Regions from separate parts of the Sus scrofa genome. Here region 2 is linked to region 1. A link is a contact called in public HiChIP or PLAC-seq data. All regions are on one chromosome and are shown on one strand. Each heading gives the region's core, a stretch centred on a gene start, on an enhancer-like site or on the middle of the called end of the contact. The rest is flanking DNA. Distances are from core to core; before and after follow the strand shown. Region 1 overlaps LOC106509966 (a long non-coding RNA gene). Region 2 overlaps MTSS1 (metastasis suppressor protein 1).

Region 1 (4,824 bases), core at 1,437-3,936:
CTGAGCAAGGCCAGGGATCGAACCCGCAACCTCATGGTTCCTAGTCGGATTCATGAACCACTGCGCCATGACGGGAACTCCCTCTCTTCTTTTTTGTTACCTTCTCTTCTTGTCTTATGCCTTGGATGTTACCAAACAGTCCATTTTCCTTCCTCTTTTCTTCCCTTTTTCTCTGTAGTCCCTTCTTGGCAGTCTCAATCACGGTGGCATGAGAAAGAGCAAAGGGAGAATTGTATCCCGGCTCTTTAATCTTCCACTTGGATGACACACCATGCGTGCTCGCATTTCATTGGACAGAGCAAATCATTGGTCCATATCTAACCTCAAGATGGATGTGCTCTTGAAGGAGAGGAGCCCCAGGTGAATAGAGCTTTGGGTGTCTCTACTGGAGCGTCTTGGAAACACATCAGAGCCCTCAACTTTGTCTCTGGCTAGAAGATTTATAAATAATGTATTTTTTTTGTCCAGTAGAAATCTTATGACTAATCATGCTTCCCTTTGCTTTGGCTGTTGGGAAGTTCTAAGCCAGATTTGCTGTCCCCCTCTAGCAGTTTTACAGGAACTGCAGCATAAAAATTTGATGTTAACCTTATGGCTTAAATTTAATTATATTTCATGTCTGTGTGTTTTCCTTTGTCAGGCATCCTATTTTTTTAAATTCTGTAGTGCAAATTTGGAAATGCTACTCAAATCATTATTTGAGTGAATCAGGGTAAAAACTAATGCATGCAGCTACACCCACTGCACATCTATGCAGGAGTTCAGCCCTCACCTTTCGTAAGTTATCACTGGGTCATCACCACGGGGGTGTCCTACATTTACCTCCATCACAATACATCCAAGCAGTACTTAGCATCTTTCCCCTAAATGATCTCCTTTACTTAAATTCCTCTTTCCACGAATAGCCTAACCACATGTGGATGATTGCAAAAAAAGCTAACAATCTTTCACCCCACCCCTGTATCCTCATCCTGCTGGTTTATCTTTCACAACTTCTTGACATCTAGTCAAACGAGTCATTCCATACTCTCCAAATATGCCATGTACGTTTCCGTCACCATGTCTTTGCTCATGTGATTTCTTCTGTCGGAAATGCCCCCCACCAACTCCCCACCTGTAGGAATGCTTCCCATGCCTTAAAGCTCATCTCAGCTGTCTTTCCTTGATAATGTCTGGCCCCATCAGCCAACAAAATGAGAGTATCCTGTGCTCGCAATCTCACTGATCACATTTGACTCAATTGACCTTGCATTTCGCCTTTCTCATATTTACTTTAGCTCCCCAACATTTAGAGAGCCCCTTAGGGAGCAAAGACCATGCCTTACTTTGCTTTTTTTGTTTGCAGCACCCAACTCTTTCAGGCACAGTTTTTTGTTTTGTTTTGTTTTTTGTCTTTTTGTCTTTTATAGGGCCACACCTGCGGCATATGGAGGTTCCCCGGCTCGGGGTCTAATAGGAGCTGTTGCTGCTGGCCTACACCACAGCTCACAGCAACACCAGATCCTCAACCCACTGAGCGAGGCCAGGGATCGAACCCACAACCTCATGGTTTCTCGTTGGATTTGTTAACCACTGAGCCATGACAGGAACTCCCAGGCACAGTTTTGAATTGCCCTGAGCCTGAAGTTCATCACAGGTGAGCTTGACTACTTATCGAATGGGAACAGTTGTATGCCTGGCTCCTCCCTCTCCATCACCTGTCACAGCGACAAACTCTTCAGGCACCTCCGCCAACATATCCTACACCTAGACTCTCTTCGCAAATTCTACTGCCTTGGTTCAGACCTCATCAACTCTCACAGGGACAATTACAAAAGCCCCCAATACTTCTTCCTGTCTTCAAGGCTGGTAACTCTAAAATATACATCCCTCCCTTGGCTTAACACTCTTCGGTGGCTTCCTCAGGGCAATGAGATAAAAGGCCAAGCTCCTTTCATGGTATAAAGGGTTCTACATAATCTAGCCTGGCCTGTTTTTCCTGTCTGGATACCTCTGAAGAGCTACACTTTTTCTGATCATGCATTCCTTTCCACCCTACTTAGAAAAATAAGCATTGATTATTTTTGTCTGCTGTGGTGAGCATTGATTGTTTTTGTCTGCTCATTCCTTCTCTCTTTCTTTGGGTACCATAGCCTACCCTCCTTAGAACCTAGGTGGCATGTGACCTATGCTGACCTGTTAGAGAACTCCATTCTCTTCCCAAGGACATAGTCCAGTGAGAACCTTTCTTGAGATTTTCTTCTTCTTTTTTCCTTTTTAGGGCTTCACTTGCTGCATATGGAAGTTCCCAGGCTAGGGGTCGAATCAGAGCTGCAGCTGCCGTCCTGTGCCACATTAGCAGCAATGTGGAGTCCAAGCCGTGTCTGGAACCTACACCACAGCTCATGGTAATGCAGGATCCTTAACCCACTGAGTGAGGCCAGGGATCCAACCTGCATCCTCATGGATACTAGTCGAGTTCTTAACTCACTGAGGCACCACGAGAACTCCCCCTTTCTTGAGATTTTCAATGCGGAATTGAATGAGACATTTAGAGCTCAGAGCGGCCCACATTTCTCCCTGTGAAAATCAAGGCATCAACTCGGAGAGACAAGTAGAAAGAAGGTTCTAGAAGCAAGTCCTCCACACGGCCCTGGACACCCTGGCTCTGGTTTCTAGGCTAATGCCAGGCTTGCTTGCTCACTTCTCCTTTCTCGTCCACGAGCCACCACATGAGCCTTCATTACATGTAAGCATTTGGTTAATCTTTCTCTGAAAAAGATTGTAAACTCCATGAGTGCAGGAACTATATTTATTTTCTTGGCCACTCTCTCTCCAGCACCTAGATTCATATTTATTACTTGTAGGGAAGGTCTGTGGAGGGGGGGCCGAGGGGTATTACAACCTAACAGGTGCATTCCCAGAGGGTCATTCAAGGTGGACTTCTCATGGACCGGTACTTGATTCTGTAGTAAAAGAAGGAACTGCTTCCTCCTCCTCTGAACTCTGTGTAGACAAGTTATCAGCTCAAGTTAAGATTTTCTTTCCGGTAGTGGACTGGAACTTTGCATTTCCAGCCACAACGGGCAGACATTATCTTGACAGTGTAATTTTTGAGGTGAGGGGATCTCACATTATTTCTGAGACCTGAGTTTAGTTCCTCAGGCTCCTTCTCCAGCTAGATACCAAGTTCTCAAGGGTAGGTATATATCCAAGAGAACTGAAAACATATGCCCATGTAAAAACTTCCACATGAATGTTCATAGTGCCTCTATTCATAACAGCCCCAAAGTGGAAACAGCCCAAATGTCCATGAACTAATGAGTGTATAGACAAAATGTGGTCTCTCCATGTAATATACCATGTGGTATTACTCAGCCATAAAAAGAATGAAGTGCTGGAATTCCCATCATGGCTCAGTGGTTAACGAACCCGACTAGTATCCATGAGGACTCGGGTTCAATCCCTGGCCTCTCTCAGTGGGTTAAGGATCCAGCATTGCCATGAGCTGTGGTGTAGGTCGCACATGCGGCTCATATCTGGCATTGCTGTGGCTGTGGCATAGGCTGATGGCTACAGCTCCAATTTGACCCCTAGCCTGGGAACTTCCATATGCCATGGGTGCAGCCCTAAAAAGACCAAAAAAAAAAAAAAAAAAAGTGCTAGCACATGGTACATGAATGAACTTCAAAAACATGATCCTAAGTGAAAGAAGCCAGTCACAAAGGACCATGTGTTATATGATATTATTTTTATCAAATGTCCAGCATGGACAAATCCATAAAGACAGAAAGTAGAATAGTGGCTGCCAGGGACTAAGAGGAGCAGAGATGAGGGGTGACTGTTAGGGTGTGGGGTTTCTCTTTGGGGTGATAAAAATGTTCTAGAATTAGATACCAGTAATGGTTACACAACCATGCAAGTACACAAAACCCCACAGAAGTGTATGTTGTAAAAGGCTGAACTATATTATATGTGAATTATGCCTGATTTTAAAAAAATTCTTGGAGTTCCTGTCATGGCACAGCGGAAACGTATCCAACTAGGAACCATGAGGTTGCAGGTTCGATCCTTGGCCTTGCTCAGTGGGTTAAGGATCCGGTGTTGCTGCGGCCCTGTTGTAGGCCGGTGGCTACAGCTCCAATTAGACCCCTAGCCTGGGAGCCTCCATATGTCAAGGGTGCGGCCCTAAAAAGACAAAAAAAAAAAAATCCTAAGGGTAAAAAGTCTAACACTTTATATATATATATATATTTTTTGAGATGCATCTTCTTTTTTATTACTCAAATGAATTTATCACATCTGTAGTTATATAATGATCATAACAATCCAATTTCACAGGATTTCCATCCCACAGCCCAAGCACATCCCCCCACCCTCCAAACTGTCTCCTCTGGAGACCATAAGTTTTTCAATGTCTGTGAGTCAGCATCTGTTCTGCAAAGAGGTTCAGTCTGTCCTTTTTTCAAATTCCGCATGCCAGTGAAAGCATTTGATGTTGGTGTCTCATTGTATGGCTAACTTCACTTTGTATGATAATTTCTAGGTCCATTCATGTTGCCAAAAATGCTGGTATTTTGTTCATTTTAATAGCCAATAATATTCCATTGTGTATATGTACCACATCTTCTTGATCCACTCCTATGTTGATGGACATTTAGGTTGTTTCCATGAGTTGGCTATTGCAAATAGTGCTGCAGTGAACATCAGAGTACATGTGTCTTTGCGAGTCATGGTTTTCTCTGGATAGATGCCCAGGAGTGGAATTGCTGGATCGAATGGTAGTTCTATTTTTAGTTTTCTGAGGAATCTCCATACTGTTTTCCACACTGGCTGCACCAATTT
Region 2 (4,824 bases), core at 1,020-3,519, 140 kb before region 1:
AAGGCCTTGGCCGTCAGCTACCTCCTCCTGGCCCCGCTCCCCGCTACTTGCTTCCTATTGGGGTGCTTCATCCAATTAGCCAGGCCCCAGATCACATCCTGCTGGAGAGCTGGCTTTGAAGGTTCAGTAAACAATCACTTCAAAACAAAGAGGGACCATTAAACCAAACTCAAAGACTTCCTTAATGGCCTCGTGCTCAGCTGCTGGAGCTGCCGGGACGGGCTGGAGCAAGCCAGGCCTCAGAAGGGAGACTGAGGTCTCCCTGGGAACTAATCACAAAGCATTTCCAGCCTCCTACTGCACACAGCCCTCTTCCTGCTGGGCGAGGGTGTGGGTTCGTTACTGGGGCGACCGTGACAGAGGGGGTTTCTCCAGCGCAACAAACACATGGTGTGTGGCTGCCACCTCGGACAACCGGTCGGACCCTTGGGAACCACACCCCCTGCACTTCCCTCTGCTGACAAGTAAGCAAGCTCCTGCCCAGGAGTGTCCATGGCCCAAGTCCTCTTGAAATAGAGGGAGGCCCCCTGGGCTCCTTGAAGCAGCTCAGAGAAGAGGCCTCGATTTGGATGCTTTATCTGGTTCATCCCACATCCTAAAGGCGTAGATGGAACCATCATCAAAGTGATGGATAAACAGCATCCACTACGGCATCCGAAACAGATGTTCTCAAAAGCTGGGAGAGACAGCCCAGCACCGAGGATTAAGGGCACAGACTCTGCAGCCAGGCTGCCTGGGCTCAAATCCCAGCTGTTAGCTCTTCGTTGCATGATGCGGGCAAATGGCTTCACCTCTCTGCACCTCAGTTTCCCCATCTGTCACATGGGAAATCGAGCAGTAACTCCCTCCCTGGTACATACACAGTAACTACCTCCTGGGTTGTTGGGCGGATTAAGAGTCTTTTTTTGTAAAGCACTGGAGCAATGCCTGGTTGTACCACATAAGTGCTTGTTCAATAAGCAAAATAAAACACAGCTCTCCGCTTGCGGGGGTCACCTGTACCAAAAGCCTCCCCCAATTCTGCCTTTCTATTCCAAATGAGAATCAGAGGCCTTCCCCAGGGGCCACCCTCAAAACCTGGGCCTGACATCTATCATGGCGCTGACCATGCTGCTTTCCGGTGACTTGTCTGTTCCCTCCTCTAGACTAAACGACTTTCGGGCAAGGTCACAGGTGTACCTCCACCCTCCCAGCAGGAGAGGACACCGTCATCTTTTGTTGAAAATGTGTACTGCGTTCTCTCAAATGATTTACAGGCTCAAAATTGGAGCATTTCACTTTTGTCTCTACTGCATTAACAAGGCGAAGGTACAGGTTTCTTATATTTTCTGAAATTTCTGAGTGCTGCTGTTGGCGGGGGGACTTGGGTGGAAATTATCAGGATGGCTCAGATAGATACACAAAAGCGGGTTTTCTCCCCCATTTTTGGCCACCCCACGGCACATGGAGTTCCTGGCCAGGAATCGGATCCGAGCCACGGCTGAGACCTAACGCTGCAGCTGTGGCAATGCCTGATCCTTTAACCCATGGTGCCAGGCCGGGGAAGGAACCTGCATCCTGATGCTGCAAGTGGCCACGGATCCCACTGCGCCACAGCAGGAATCCCACAAGAGCATTTAACTTAGCATTCATTTCACGCTAAGCCCTTTACATACGCTTTCTCTTCTAATCCTATTTTACAGATAAGAAAATCAAGGCTCAGGAGACCAGAGTAACTTGGCCAGAGTAAGAGAGCTGAGAGGGGCAGAGCCAGGCTTCACAGCCAAGGGCAACCACTGGAATCAAGCACTGGGCAGAGTCAACACCGAATGTGGAAAAACACCCAAGGATATCTGACTTGGTGGAAACCAGAGGGTCCAGAAATGAGGTAACTTTCTGGTGAGGCTTTGGAGGAGGATCAGAAAGATGTCAATAATCCAAAAATGGCAGAGAAGGTCCTCCAAGTGGGACACAGAGCAAGAATGAGGGCCACCGGCTGTGTTCAAAGAAGCCATGGAGTCCAGGTTGGTGGACTCGGGGAGCAGAGCAGGTCACTCCACCAGGGCCAAAGCACAGGGGCCCCTGAAGGCAGGAGGAACCCAGACACATCCGAGTCTTGGGAAGGAATAGAAGCCAGTACAAAGGTGCTGCTAAAAGGCAGCCTAGAGGCAAATGAAGCCACTTCTCCCAGTAGTCACCCCAGAAAAAGAAGAGGACCTGAACAAGGTAGAGAGAAAAAGCAGGCCCTGACAATGCCGTGCGCGTCTCCCCTTACCCTGGTGTAAACATCTCTAAAAGGCTTTTTTTTTTTTTTTTTTTTTAAAGCATTAAATTAAAGGCCCCGGAGGGCCTCCTCCAGGCACCCAGCCCGTCCCTCCTTTTATAAACAGACAGAAGGTTTGCAAATAGAGAAAGGCCAACAGGCCCTGTGGAGCCTGATGAGGTTATAATGAACTCAAGAGTGATTTACTTAGCAAGAAAAAACCCCTCAACTTCTCCATTTCCTGCAGCTTCACGGCAAGCTATAAATACAGCTCAGTAGAGGGTGTGGTCGTGTTTGCCCTTAGAAGTGGCAGAGACAATGACGGATTTCAAGACTTTAGAATACTTGGCTCCCAAATCTGCAAGACCGAGAGGTAACAGCAGCTACCCTCTGAGCGCAGGGCGCCCGAGGCCCTGGGTCAGGCCCTGTACAAATACAATCTCATTTCAGAATCCCAACCACCCTCTGAGACGGGTACTTTATGAGACTCATTTTACAGAAGAGGAAAAGAAAGCTCCGAGAGAGAGAGATGAAGACATTTGCTTACAGGACTGAAAACCAGATCTCACTGCCGCCAAGCTCAGGAGCAGCAGCAGCTCCAGAACTGTGACAGGGGCAGTGATGGGGCCAGAAGAGGAATGTGGACAGGAAGGAGGGTTGCCAAGCAAGCGGTGTCTTTACTTAGATGGTAGGTTACAGGTCCACACTGTCCAAGACGATAGCCGCTGGCCATAGATGGCTACTGAAATTTAAACAAGTTGCAAGCAAATGAAATATCAAAATCAGTTCCTCAGTAGCATTCGCCACACTGCAAGGGCTCAAAACTCACGTGCGGCTAGTGGCTAACGTAGCTGATAAATTCCATGATTGTAGAAAACCATACCAGACAGGACTATTACAGAGCAATGAAAAACAGCCAAGGAGTCTAAAAAGGTTTCTTCTGTTGTTATTTTCATCCTTCAACTTATTCACTGTGACATTATTTCGCTGTAAAATTACTTTTATTAACTGTAGTAAATACACACAACATAAAATTCACCGTCCTGAAGCCTGTGGTTCAGTAATAGCAAATATATTCACATTGTGGAGCCACCATGTAAAGATGCCCCTTACTCAGACTTGGGAAAGGCTGCAAAAACACACCGAGGCTGCTGGATCTGTGTGTAGCTGCGGGTGCTTTTAAAAATCCTAATGCTGGAGTTCCCACTGTGGCTCAGCAGGTTAAGGACCCAACTAGTATCCATGAGGATGCGGGTGTGATCCCTGGCCTTGCTCAGTGGCTTCAAGGGTCCGGTGTTGCTGCAAGCTGCAGCACAGGTTGCAGACGTAGCTCAGATCTGGCGAGGCTGTGGCTGTGGCCGGTGGCTATGGCTCCAATTAGACCGCTAGACTGGGAACCTCCATAGGCTGCAAGTGCAGCCTTGAAAAGCCAAAAAAAAAAAAAAAAAAAAATCCCAAGGCCTGAAATGTACTCCAAAAGCAATGAATGAGACCCTCTGGGGAACAGGGTCCAGGCATCAGTGTCTTATTGCTCCCAGGGAATCCAATGCACCTGTTCTCATAGCCATGCCCATTCTACCAAAAGGGACACACCTCCTCAGCCTCTCTCTTCTTCCTCCACCCCCTAGAGACCCCTGCCGTGGGCGGTGGCAGGGAAGGGCGTCCCAGGCAAATCCACCATCCATCTCCAGGACTCAGGAGGTGGCTGATGCTGAGCAAGCCAATAGTCTCACGACTGTCCAAATTCTTCGAGGGAAAGAAAGCAAATAAAAAGACATACAGCTCAAAAGCACGCCATTGATTTTTTTTTTTTTTCACCCACTTAAACTAGACAGGAGAAGAAAAAGCACTTAGAAACTAGGACCAAGGTCAGATACACCAAGATACAGAAAGGAGCGGTTTAGGCGATTCCAGCAGCTTCCCCAAACACAGACTGGCAGTGGCTCGCCTGACTCAACCCAACTAGAGGGCTACCAGGAAATAATTAAACACAGAAAGCCCTTCCACAGGAGAGTTCCAGGGCTGGACACTAAATGAGTTCAAGGCAAGGAGTTCTTCAGATGTCATTGAACTTTGGGTGAACTTATTTAATTCATATAATTAGGGGGACTGATGGGCAGAGTCACCCAACCTCAGGGGCTGATGGGATCCCAGACATATGAAGGTGGCCTTCTGGCCAGTCACAGAGAAGACTGCAAGTACTTGGATGGGGACAAGGACAGAAGCCAAGGTCGGAAATGACGTTCCCCTCTGTACACCTGAGGAAGGAGGAGAGAGGGGAATGGCAGCTTGTCTGCCAAAAGATGGGTTCAGTGGGAGAAGGAAAAAGCCACAGTGTGTCAATATATCATAAACAAACCTTTTCCACAAAAAGTTGACAGTCAGATGGGAGCCGGCCACGCCACCAGGGTCCTTGGCTCAAGCTCACACCTCCAGGCTGGCCCAGAGATGTGACCCTAATTACTTCCTTGCCTGTAGGACTCTCAGGCCAGCGAAATGCTGCCTTCCAGAAATAAATCCACACCCCCAGCTCTCTACCTTAGGCATGCCCCTAAGAGGTCCAGCCTGAAGGTCAAATAGGC

Evidence for each region. HiChIP or PLAC-seq counts read pairs in DNA pulled down with a chosen protein or histone mark.
Region 2: a contact with region 1 is called in an H3K27ac HiChIP or PLAC-seq map of alveolar macrophages. The contact joins two enhancer-like sites. A contact is called at or near these places in 2 of 47 Hi-C or Micro-C datasets (both in liver) and 1 of 2 datasets of contacts at active chromatin or transcription factors (alveolar macrophages).

What each region holds. Positions count from the first base shown.
Region 1 is chr4:14,800,658-14,805,481 of Sscrofa11.1, reverse strand. All of the region lies in intron 2 of LOC106509966 (a long non-coding RNA gene), which reads left to right. Among named protein-coding and RNA genes, the nearest start is that of ZNF572, 80 kb to the right of the region's middle. Within about 2 kb of position 2,686, at least 3 of the 83 cell types and tissues checked have an H3K27ac peak or open chromatin away from gene starts, as enhancers often do. A contact at or near this core is called in alveolar macrophages, where this site is marked.
Region 2 is chr4:14,940,001-14,944,824 of Sscrofa11.1, reverse strand. The region is part of intron 1 of MTSS1 (metastasis suppressor protein 1); the gene reads right to left. Among named protein-coding and RNA genes, the nearest start is that of MTSS1, 9.1 kb to the right of the region's middle. Within about 2 kb of position 2,269, at least 18 of the 83 cell types and tissues checked have an H3K27ac peak or open chromatin away from gene starts, as enhancers often do. A contact at or near this core is called in alveolar macrophages, where this site is marked.